Linked DNA regions of Mus musculus: all the other regions are linked to region 1. The links are chromatin contacts, called in public ChIA-PET and Hi-C maps. All regions are on one chromosome and are shown on one strand. The core of a region is the stretch at or near the end of the contact, and the rest is flanking DNA. Distances in the headings are between cores, read along the strand shown.

Region 1 (3,324 bases), core at 379-2,878:
AAGCATATATTTGGTATTACGCTGATCGTTTAAAAGTTCAATTTCCGCACATGGAAAAATCCCAGTCTAATAATACTCTTACCATCCTCCAACAAAAACAAGCCCTGGCTGTCCTGCGCTCTCCCATTCCAGGTCCCTGGCTGATGGTCATTCCCCAACGCGTACGAACACACACACACACACACACACACACACACACACACGCTCAGTCTGTGCATTTATTTCTCCTCGAGGTGCCTCTTCCCACTGCTGACCCACGATTACCTGTATGAGTTCTTTTGTGGATCTTGAGGTTCTCGGAGCGTGCGAAGACCTTGCCACAGCCCGGGAAAGGACAGGGGAAGGGCTTCTCGCCAGTGTGCACGCGGATGTGGTTGACCAGTTTGTATTTGGCCTTAAAGGGTTTGCCCTCGCGTGGACACTCCTCCCAGAAGCAGACGTGGTTGCTCTGTTCCGGGCCGCCGACGTGCTCCACAGAGACGTGGGTCACCAGCTCGTGCATGGTGCTGAAAGTTTTGTTGCAGCTTTTCTTGGGATTGCTTAGCTGCTCCGGGTCGATCCACTTGCAGATGAGCTCTTGCTTGATGCACTGCTGCCGCATGTAGCGGAAAAAGGCACCAGGGTGGTGGTGGTGATGGTGGTGGTGGGCTGCGGCCGCTGCCATGTTCATCCCCATGTTCATATTCATAGGGCCGTACTGGTTGTGGAGCTGCGCCGCCGAGTAGGGGTCGGTCCGCGGGCTGGCCACTTGGCGGTATTGCTCCGAGCGCCCGAACACCTCGCCCGGCAGCCCTAGGCGCATTTGCCCATTGAGCACGTTCTGCGAGGCGTGCGGCCCGTGCTGCTCCGGGAGGCCAGGGAAAAGAAGGTGGCCCTGCGCGTCCGAGTGCGCGTGGTGAAGGCCGCCGGCGCCGGGTCCGAAGAGCCCGTGCTGCCCGCCTCCCGGCGCCGAGTCCCCGAAGCCCCGGCTGCGGAACAGGAAGTCCCGGGTGGAATTAAAGGGAGGCCCCGAATAGGAGCCAACGTGTGCGGCGTGGGGCCCTAGAGCCGCGGCCGCAGCGGCTGCAGCAGCCGAACCCGGGTAAGCACCCGGACCTTGCGACGTGAACGCCGAACTCTGACCAGGAGACAGTTCGTGTGCCCCGGGGTTGAGCTTGAAGGCGCCCATGTGCGCCGCGGCCGAGTCCACGAAGCCGTTCTGAGCTGCCGCCAGGCTCAGCTCGCGGTCCTGCATCTCGGCCGCCGCAGCCGCCGCTGCCGCGGCCGAGTGGTGGTGGTGGCGCGCGAAGCTGCCCACCCCGATGGCCGGGAACTGCGGCCCCGCGTCCAGAAGCATGGCCAGCGCGCCCGGCCGCCCCGCCGGCGCCGGTGAACCCCGCCGCCTGGATTTCCTCTTCGGATCGGCGAGGCGCGTCCTCTGGACGCCCGGCTCCGTGAACCGGCGGTGGAAATACTGGCGACTGCAGTCTCGGGAGCCGGGCTGGTGCGCCCGCCGCCGCCGCCTGTATCTGCCTCAGGCGGCCGGGCACCGAGCGAAGGCGCGGAGAGGAAGAGGAGGCGGCGGCGGAGGAGGCGCGGGAGGAGGAGGTGGAGGAGGAGAAGAGTCCAAAGCCAGGCGGAGAACCAAAGTGTATTAAAGGAGCTGCGGCGGGGGCGGGCGGGCAGGGCAGGGGAGGGCGGGCGGGAGGAGGGAGCGGAGGGAGGTGTGGGGAGCGGAGGAGAGGGGGGCCGCCGGAGGGCGAGCTCAGCGCCGCGGCCCCCACCCCTGCGCGCCCCCGCGCGCGCACGCACGCACGCACTCACTCGCTAGCTGCCTTGTACTGCCGGCGGACCAGGAGCCTGGCTGAGATCAGCGGCATCCGCCGAATGAAGTCAACGCGGCTGCGGGGCCACAGTGCCCTAGGGCAGTGGCTGTGCGCACACAAGCTGGCAGGGAGCGGACAGCAACAAGCTCCGCCAGCCCCAGAGCCTGGCGCACCCGCCGCTCCACCTGATCTCCGCAGGGGCGCTGGGCAGCCGGGAGGAGGAGGCTAGGCGTCGAGTCCACGGCGCTCTCGGGTGGCCGCTCCCTCCCCCGAGGCCTTGCTCACGCCGCCCAGAGCGCTGCCGGTATTGTTCGGCTTCGCGGTTGCTGCGGGGGTTTAGCCCTCTTGGCCCTCCGAGCTTGGCATTGGCGACGCCCGGAGTAGTAAACTTGCAGCGGTCACGAATTCCCCTAGATGAAGGAAACGGGCGCGTCGTCCCCTCTTTCTTTAAGTTGGGCTGGAGGAGGAGGGAGGGGGAGGAGCAGGGGAGGGGGGGACTGTGGGAGGGGAGAAGGCGAGGAGGGGGAGGGGAGCAGGGTGAGGCTAGTCTGAAAAACAATAACAACAATAAAAAAGTGTTCTCTGGTTCTCCCCCTTCCTCCAGCCGATCTGTTCTGGGCGCTAGTCCGGGAATGAGTGCTCGCATCAGCGAGGACAGAGCGAAGTCCTCGGCACAAGCAAATGCTAGGAGGCCAACACGAGTTCTTCCTCTCTCGCGGCTGCAGTGGGCAGCCTTCGCCACCGCCTCTGTTTATTTCGGTGGGCGCTGAGGCCGCAGCAGCAGCCTTTTATTTTTTTATTTTTTGTCCCCTCCTTTTCCTCTCCCCTCCCCCGCGTACCCGCCGGGTCTCCCGCCCGGGTATCCCTCCCTCCTTATCCAAGGCTCGGCCTCCTGGTCACACCGCCCCTTTAACGGGGACTCCCGCCCATCCCGCCCTCCAGAAACCGCTATTGGCCATCACGGCCTCGTCAATCCTTCGCCCAGCCCGCCCCACCTTCCCTGAGCCCCGCTTGGGTTGTGCAGCTGCAGCAGCGGCCCAACGCACCCATAGACTGGGCCTGCCAGCATGCAGGGTTTCGTTCGCGCGTCTGGCTCTGTGGCTCCCGTCACCAGCCGGCTAATTCAAGAGTTCAGCTGCGAGCCTAACGCGGTGCCAGGTCTATGGGTCTTGTCCCCTTCCGCCCGATCCTGCTCCCGTATACTTTGTCAGAGGCCACCAACTCCCCAGAGATTGCATCCACTACCAAAGTACACCGAAAAATCCGGGAACTCTAGTCCAAAGCACCCTTAGCTATAGAGTCACCAAGCCCGAGACCCTGAGGGAGCGAAGAGACTTTTCCTGACAAGGACAGGTCTTTCCCAGTCTGGACAGGCACTCTACTTTCTCCATTCTCACCTTGACCAATTTGCTTTGAGGCGTTAAAGCGTGGATGAAGGATGGTGGACACAGATAGTCAAACTTATCCCTTCTTTCCACTCCCTGGACATTCGTCTATACACCGCCCCCATCCCAGGCGG
Region 2 (3,324 bases), core at 291-2,790, 650 kb after region 1:
AGAGTCACTTAATTTATTTAATAATATGCACTTCATCCCATATCTTTCCCTTATTTCATAGTCTAGTAATTTTTTGTTTTGTTTTTTGTTTTTCAAGACAGGGTTTCTCTTTGTAGTCCTAGCTGTCCTGGAACTCACTCTGTAGATCAGGCTGGCCTCATTTTTATCACAGAGTAATAGTCCATTTCAGATCAGAGATGTATCACAATTCATCTATCAACTCTTGGTTGTTTTAAAGTTTCGACATTATGGACAGAACCATCAGTGTGGAGCTTGGTGTGTGAACATAGTTTCAATTCATATATATATATATATATATATATATATATATATTTAAGTTGGAAAATAACTGAATTTGCTGTAGGGCATTGGCCAGAGTCCCCTTAGAACTTCTGAAGCTGCATCTTGGTGACAGCAGCCTTGGTGACCTTGAGCACATTGAACAGAACAATCTTGTTCAGGGGCCTGAACTCTTCAACAGTGAAACGGGGGACAGGTGCACAGACATGTTCTTGTGCCACTTCTCAAAGCGAATGTATTTTCGGATGTAATGGAGATGGTCCTGGTGGATGACAATGATCCTCTGCATCTTCATCCTCCTTACACCACCAGACAGGATCCGACCTCCCGGATGGAGACATTACCAGTGAAGGGGCATTTCTTGTCTATGTGGGTGCCCTCGATGTCCTCCGTGGGCATCTTGAGTTCTAGACTGATGTTCTTGTAGCGCCAAGGGAGTTTTTCCTTGCCGGTTTCTCCCAGCAAAACACACTTCTTGTTTTGAAAGATTGTAGGCTGGTTTGGTAAGCACACTCTGTCTGAAAGTCCGCCATCTTCCTGGCAGCCTGAGAAAAGGAGAGGTAGGCCCACTTCCGGCTTCCTTATTCACCACGCAAGGTCTTCACAGTTTGAATTCTTTAGCGTAAACGTCAAGTAGTGCAAGTACTGGGTCATATAATTTATATACATCTAATTCTATAGGAAACTGCCAAAATTGAGGTTGGGGAGATAACTCAGTCAGTGTGTGCCTCATAAACAAGAGGACTCAGTTTGGCCCCCAGAACCCGTGTGAAAGTGCGCCTTGAGTCCGCGCACACTTGGATTCTCTGTGCTGGGGAAGTGGAGGCGAGATGATCCCTGGAGCCTGCTGGCCAGCCAGCCAATCCTACTGGTGAGCTCCAAATCCGTGAGAGACCTTGACTGAAGGAGACGAAGTTCCTGGGGATGACACCCAAGGTTGTCTTTTCATCCCCATGAATGTGCACACAGGGTCATCCACACCCGCAACATGGATACCCCCACGATGTTAACAAGTGCACACACATGTATTTAAAGAGTAAAAAACAAATTGCCAAAACGTCACGTAGAGGAGCCAGACTGTATCGGTTTCTTTTCAGTTCCTGCGATAAAGCACCAAGACCAAGGCAACTTACAGAAGGGAAGGTTTACCTGGGGCTTACAGTTCACTGTCTTGCTGGGGGAGTACTGCACAGGCAAACCCCACTGACAGAACCACAAGCAGAGAGCTCGTATCTTAAGCCACAGGCAGGAAGAACAAAGAGTGACTTGGAAATGGTGCTGTGGCTTTTGAAACCCCCAAGTCTGCCCCCAGTGACACAGTTCCTCCATCAAGGCCATGCCTCATAAACCTCTGCCAGCTGTGCCAACTGCAGACCAAGGATTCAAATGCCCCAGACTCTGAGAAACAGCTCCCTTCAACCCCACACAGACCCAGTCAGGAGAGAGTAGAGGTGCCTGCTGCTTCACGCTAGCATTTGTAGCCTTGGTGCTCTGGACTCAAGCAGCGCTGGCAAGATCTCAGAGTTGTCTCAAGTTAATTTCCCTTCTGCTAGAAGGTGAGACACATCCTGCTGATAGAAGGTGTGAAGCATCCTGATAGAAGGTGTGAAACATCCTCCCACATGCTCATTTGCCACCTATATGTCTGTCTTCTTTAGGGAGGGTCTTCTAAGGTCTTTCAGCCAAGCATGGTGATACAGCTGTACACACCTGTAATCCCAGCACCAGCATCCCGGAGGTGGATCTAGAGTTCAGGGTCATACTCTGCTACATAGCAAGTTCAAGGTCAGGGTAGGCTAAAATGAACTCCCCAAAAGAGTTTTAGAAAATATCTTCAAGCCTGTTTTTAAATCAAGTTTTTTCTTATTGTTGGGTTTTACTTTGGAAAATAGCTCTTTTCCAGATTCCCCTTTCACCACTGTTTCCTGGGTGATGGCCCATCTTCTCATCCACGTGGCAGTTTCTCATAGAGAAGACTTTCAATTTTAAGGAAGCCCAATTTACTAATTCTCTCTTTTACTGAGGATTTTATATCCACAAAGTCACCACCAAGTTCAAGTCATCTTGGTTTTTGCTTGCTGTCTCTGGGAGTTTTATTACTTTCTTTTATTTTACACCGACAAGCCATTTTTGTTAAATTTTCTGATGGGCATCAGATCTGCATCTGTATTTACTTTTGGTGTCGGATGCCCAGTATCCCAGCATCATTTGACAAAGGTCCCTCTTCCTCCATTGTCTTGCCTTTGCTATTTTTGGTTTTGTTACTGGTGACAGAACTTATATCCTTGTCCAAGTGTCTCTGAAATATATCCTATCCCCTTTTATACCTTTAAGATTTTTTTGAGACAAGGTCTTGCTAAGTTGCCCAGGCCGGTCTTTCACTCACTCTGTAGCATAGAGAGATCTTTCTCTTGCAATGCTTGCTGCTTTGACCTTCCAGTTCTGTCCCCAACAGCCTCCTTTTTGTCCAAGGGCGCTTGGTTTATGTACAGGAGCCCTCTTTTTAACCGATTTAGTGGTTCTTTTTTTTCTCATTATTCTTCATTGTCTTGGGTACTGTAGTTTTATAGTAAGTCTTGAAGCTGAGTGGTGTTTGTCCTCCAACATTGTTCTTTTTCTTCTGTATTGTGTTGGCTATTACTGCTTGCCCATGCCAACTTCAGAACCAACCTATCAATAACTTCGGTATTTAAATTTAGGTTACGTTGAATCTAGAAATCAAATTGGCAAGAACTGACATTTTAAGATGATTAAGTCTTCCTATCCATGAACATGGAATATCTCTCAATATGTGCAGTTTTTCCTTGATATCTTTTTTTTAGGGCCTATTATGTATACAGCATTTTACCTGAATGCATGTCTACAGGCAGAAGAGGCACCAGATCTCATTACAGATGGTTATGAGCCACCTTGTGGCTGTGGAGAAGTGAACTCAGGACCTCTGGAAGAGCTGACAATGCTCTTAACCTCTGAACCACCTCTCCACACACACACACACACACACACACACACACACACACACAC
Region 3 (3,324 bases), core at 615-3,114, 540 kb after region 1:
TCCAGAGACTGTCCCACCTGGGGATTCATCCCATATACAGTTACCAAACACTATTGTGGATTGCCAAGAAGTGCCTGCTGACAGGAGCCTGATATAGCTGTCTCCTGAATGCCCTGCCAGAGCCTTACAAATACAGAGGCTGATGCATGAAGCCAACCTTTGGACTGAGCATGGGGTCCAACAGAGGAGTTAAGAGAAAGGACTGAAGAAGTTGAAGGGGTTTGCAATCCCATAGGAAGAACAACAATATCAACTAACCAGACCCCCCAGAGCTCCCAGGGACTAAGCCATCAACCAAGGAGTACACATGGCTCCAGCTGCATATGTAGCAGAGGATGGCCTTGTCAGTCATCAATGGGAGGAGAGATCCTTGGTCCTATGAAGACATAATAGATGCCCCAATGTAGGGGAATCAAGGGCGGGGAGGTGGGAGTGGGTGGGTGGGTGGAGGAACACCATCATAGAAGCAAGGGAGGAAGGGAGGATGTGATAGGGTGTATCCAGGAGGGAGGGAAACAGGGAAAGGGGATAACATTTGAAATCTAAATAAAGAAAATATCCAATAAAAAATGGGAAAAAAAGGAAGTTTAAAATTTTAAGAAAAAAAGTAAATTTCTACCAATTTTTTTCTCAAATAGAATTAACTTAATATTCATATTATAATGTTACTCTATATATTTTCTTTCTTTCTTTTTTTTAAGAAGTATTTTTGAGGTGAGTACCATGTTAGGTCTATCTATGAAGCTAGCAGTTACCTTCTGGAGCTGGATGTGGTCGCTCCAGTATTTTAGGCAATTTGATTTGGGGGAAATATTCATTCTTTTGATAAGAACTCAAGAAGTCCTCCACAGTCCTCCTACACAGAGCCCACTGTCTCTGACCTTGCCAGTCTGAGTGTACTGGCTGATCTCACAGCCCATACTGTTCTACTGCACGGTGTGAGGGGCTGGTGATGACAACCTTGTCTTCTGAGACCGTTTTCAATGCTGTTAAACACAAGACACTTTGGGAGCTTATCAGCAGTGTATTTTAAAGCTTCCATGATAGAAATGTGGAGGTAGTTTACTTGTGTATTCTCCTATATATTTTTATTTTACACAAGTAGCAACTTCCAGGGTTTTGTTGTTGTTTTTTTTTTAAAGATTTAAAAAATATATATGTATATGAATACACCATTGCTTTCTCATTGTGAGCCACCATGTGGTTGCTGGAATTGAACTCAGGACCTCTGGAAGAGCAATCTATACTCTTAACCACTGAGCCATCTCTCCAGCTCCATATATTCTCTCCATGTTGTTGTTAGTATTGATTGACAAAATGAAACTTGGTCTTGTTATTTCTTAAATATTTAAGTGTCTACTTAATGTATCTTAACTTAATGTAATTTAAGTATCAGCCACAGAAGTCATGATAGGTCACCCTCGGAACCTCAGTATTATGTCGCAAGTGGTATTAAATATGGAGTCCATGGTGAGATTTCATCAGAAAGAAGAGTCGTAAGTTGACTCTGGCTTTGTGCTATCTAGGGTGTCCTGCTCAGTCAGCCAGATGCACTCACAATGCTGTGTTACTTGCTGACAGTCATGCAGGTCTGCCCCATGCCTGGCCCCTCAGAAGTGCCACAGGCCTGTCCTCCTCTCACCTCAGAGAACAGAACATAGCTATTTCAGTAATCAACGTGCAACATACACAAAAATTCAACTCCATCCTCAAATAGGTATGAGATTATTTTTGGTGTTGTGTATCTTGCTATGGTTACCAAAGCGTGGTTAGGATTTTGAAATTTTTCTTAGAACAATACAATGATCTGAATCTAAAATCTTTCATAAGGTGCAACTTTCCAACGATAAACAAGAACAGGAAGCGAATCTTGACTACAACTACACTTCCACTTCCCCTGCGCGAGGTGATCTACTTTGCTGTCACCTGAGTTTGACTTGACTCGCACAAGATTTTCCATCATCCAATCCTGAAGTTATTCACACTTTTATTTCTGTTTGAAGAAAGTCTATTTCCTATCGGACTGGAAATTGTGACATACTCAAATATTTTAAGTCCAAGAGGAAGACAGCTGAAGCAAAGGAATTGAGGAGCCAAGCCTTAAAAAGCAGAAATGAAAACAGATGTTAAACTTCTCTGAAACAAGTTTTTACTAATAGCCTCCACCAAGCCTATTTCAGTCAACTGTTAGAATATCCTGTCTGATCAGAGGCTTCAACAGGCTTCACAGGCCGTGAGCTCCTCTAGGGTGGAACCAACTCTTCCCAAGGTTCTATTTACCTCATACTACACAGACCATGACCTGCCACTGAGCAGTCCCCTTGGGCATCATTTGGTAACACCTGGAAACCGTGCGGGGAAGCTAGGGGTGCTACAATGGACATCAAAGTATGATGATGTACACATGACTGTAATATCACCACTCAGGCTGAGGTAGGAGGAATTATGAGTTCACAGTTTATAAAGAGTTCCAGGCTAGCCTGGACTGCACAGCGAGAAATTATCCAAAAGAGCAAGAGATAAGGCCTCGATGTCAAAAGTGCCAACACTGAGGTGACTATAGTTTTATTTAACGATGTCACTGTCCTTTGTGTTGGAGTACAAAATCATGTTTCCCATAACCTTCTGGTGATCGCTCACAGAGCCTTTTAAACAGGATACATTAGATACCCTGGCAAGATGAAGTTTAAGTGTCTTACCACATAAACCAAGCCCCAAGGGAGAGTTAGTGAGTGAGGGCAGAGCACTGTGACGCTGAAGGCACCGTTAGCATCTCCAGGACTGGCTGTCCTTCCTTCCCTAACATTCTCCACTGCCAAGGGCACAAGCAGGACCGGCTCACTTGAAGCCTCTTCCCCTCCTGCCTCCTACCACTGTGCTGCTTCTCCCAGCAGCTCACAGGAAACAGCTCTGAGGTGCTGCGGAGCCTGGTTCCTCCATGAAGCCCCGCCTCCCTCCCGGGGTTACTCTGAGGATAGCTGGGTACATCCCAATGGCCAGGACAGGTGTGAGGGGAACAGTTCACATCTGACTCAAGGCCAAGGGTTAGATACAAGGTACCAGACTCGAAAACTCTGCATCAAAGCAAAAGTTTGAGAACTTTTTGCATGAGAAAGATATTCTATGAAAATGCAAATGAACGGATTCTGTGCTTCTAGGTATGGCCGGACAAATGATTTAAAAATAAAAACAAAACAAACAAAATATTTCCATCTTTTAAAGCTATGACTGACCCCAATTTTCTTTTCATGTGAGTCCAGGAACATGTGTGCACTCTCCTTCTGAGCTCCACGCCAGAAATCTAACTCAATTCTTGTACTCCTT

What was found. A called contact is a pair of places that touch in the nucleus more often than the background predicts. ChIA-PET counts read pairs in DNA pulled down with a chosen protein or histone mark.
Region 2: an RNA polymerase II ChIA-PET map of memory CD8 T cells shows a contact between it and region 1, with 11 read pairs. The contact joins the enhancer-like site here to the promoter of Zic2 in region 1. A contact is called at or near these places in 3 of 39 promoter capture datasets (the HPC-7 cell line, liver and neutrophils), 1 of 115 datasets of contacts at active chromatin or transcription factors (memory CD8 T cells) and 2 of 9 other capture datasets (liver and macrophages).
Region 3: a Hi-C map of group 2 innate lymphoid cells shows a contact between it and region 1, with 4 times the contacts expected there. The contact joins the enhancer-like site here to the promoter of Zic2 in region 1. A contact is called at or near these places in 3 of 484 Hi-C or Micro-C datasets (B cells, LSK cells and group 2 innate lymphoid cells) and 1 of 115 datasets of contacts at active chromatin or transcription factors (large pre-B cells).

Annotation. Positions count from the first base shown.
Region 1 is chr14:122,473,688-122,477,011 of GRCm38.p6, reverse strand. It overlaps Zic2 (zinc finger protein of the cerebellum 2), which reads right to left and starts at 1,628. Exons shown (of 3, transcript NM_009574.3): 1 at 265-1,628. The coding sequence starts at 1,336. 2610035F20Rik (RIKEN cDNA 2610035F20 gene) reads left to right here and starts at 1,813. Exons shown (of 5, transcript NR_045046.1): 1 at 1,813-2,109; 2 at 2,410-2,564.
Region 2 is chr14:121,828,522-121,831,845 of GRCm38.p6, reverse strand. It overlaps the pseudogene Gm9395. Among named protein-coding and RNA genes, the nearest start is that of Ubac2, 48 kb to the left of the region's middle. Within about 2 kb of position 1,540, at least 44 of the 459 cell types and tissues checked have an H3K27ac peak or open chromatin away from gene starts, as enhancers often do. A contact at or near this core is called in memory CD8 T cells, where this site is marked.
Region 3 is chr14:121,937,366-121,940,689 of GRCm38.p6, reverse strand. The region is part of intron 4 of Ubac2 (ubiquitin associated domain containing 2); the gene reads right to left. Among named protein-coding and RNA genes, the nearest start is that of Gpr18, 23 kb to the right of the region's middle. Within about 2 kb of position 1,864, at least 117 of the 459 cell types and tissues checked have an H3K27ac peak or open chromatin away from gene starts, as enhancers often do. A contact at or near this core is called in B cells, LSK cells and group 2 innate lymphoid cells, where this site is marked.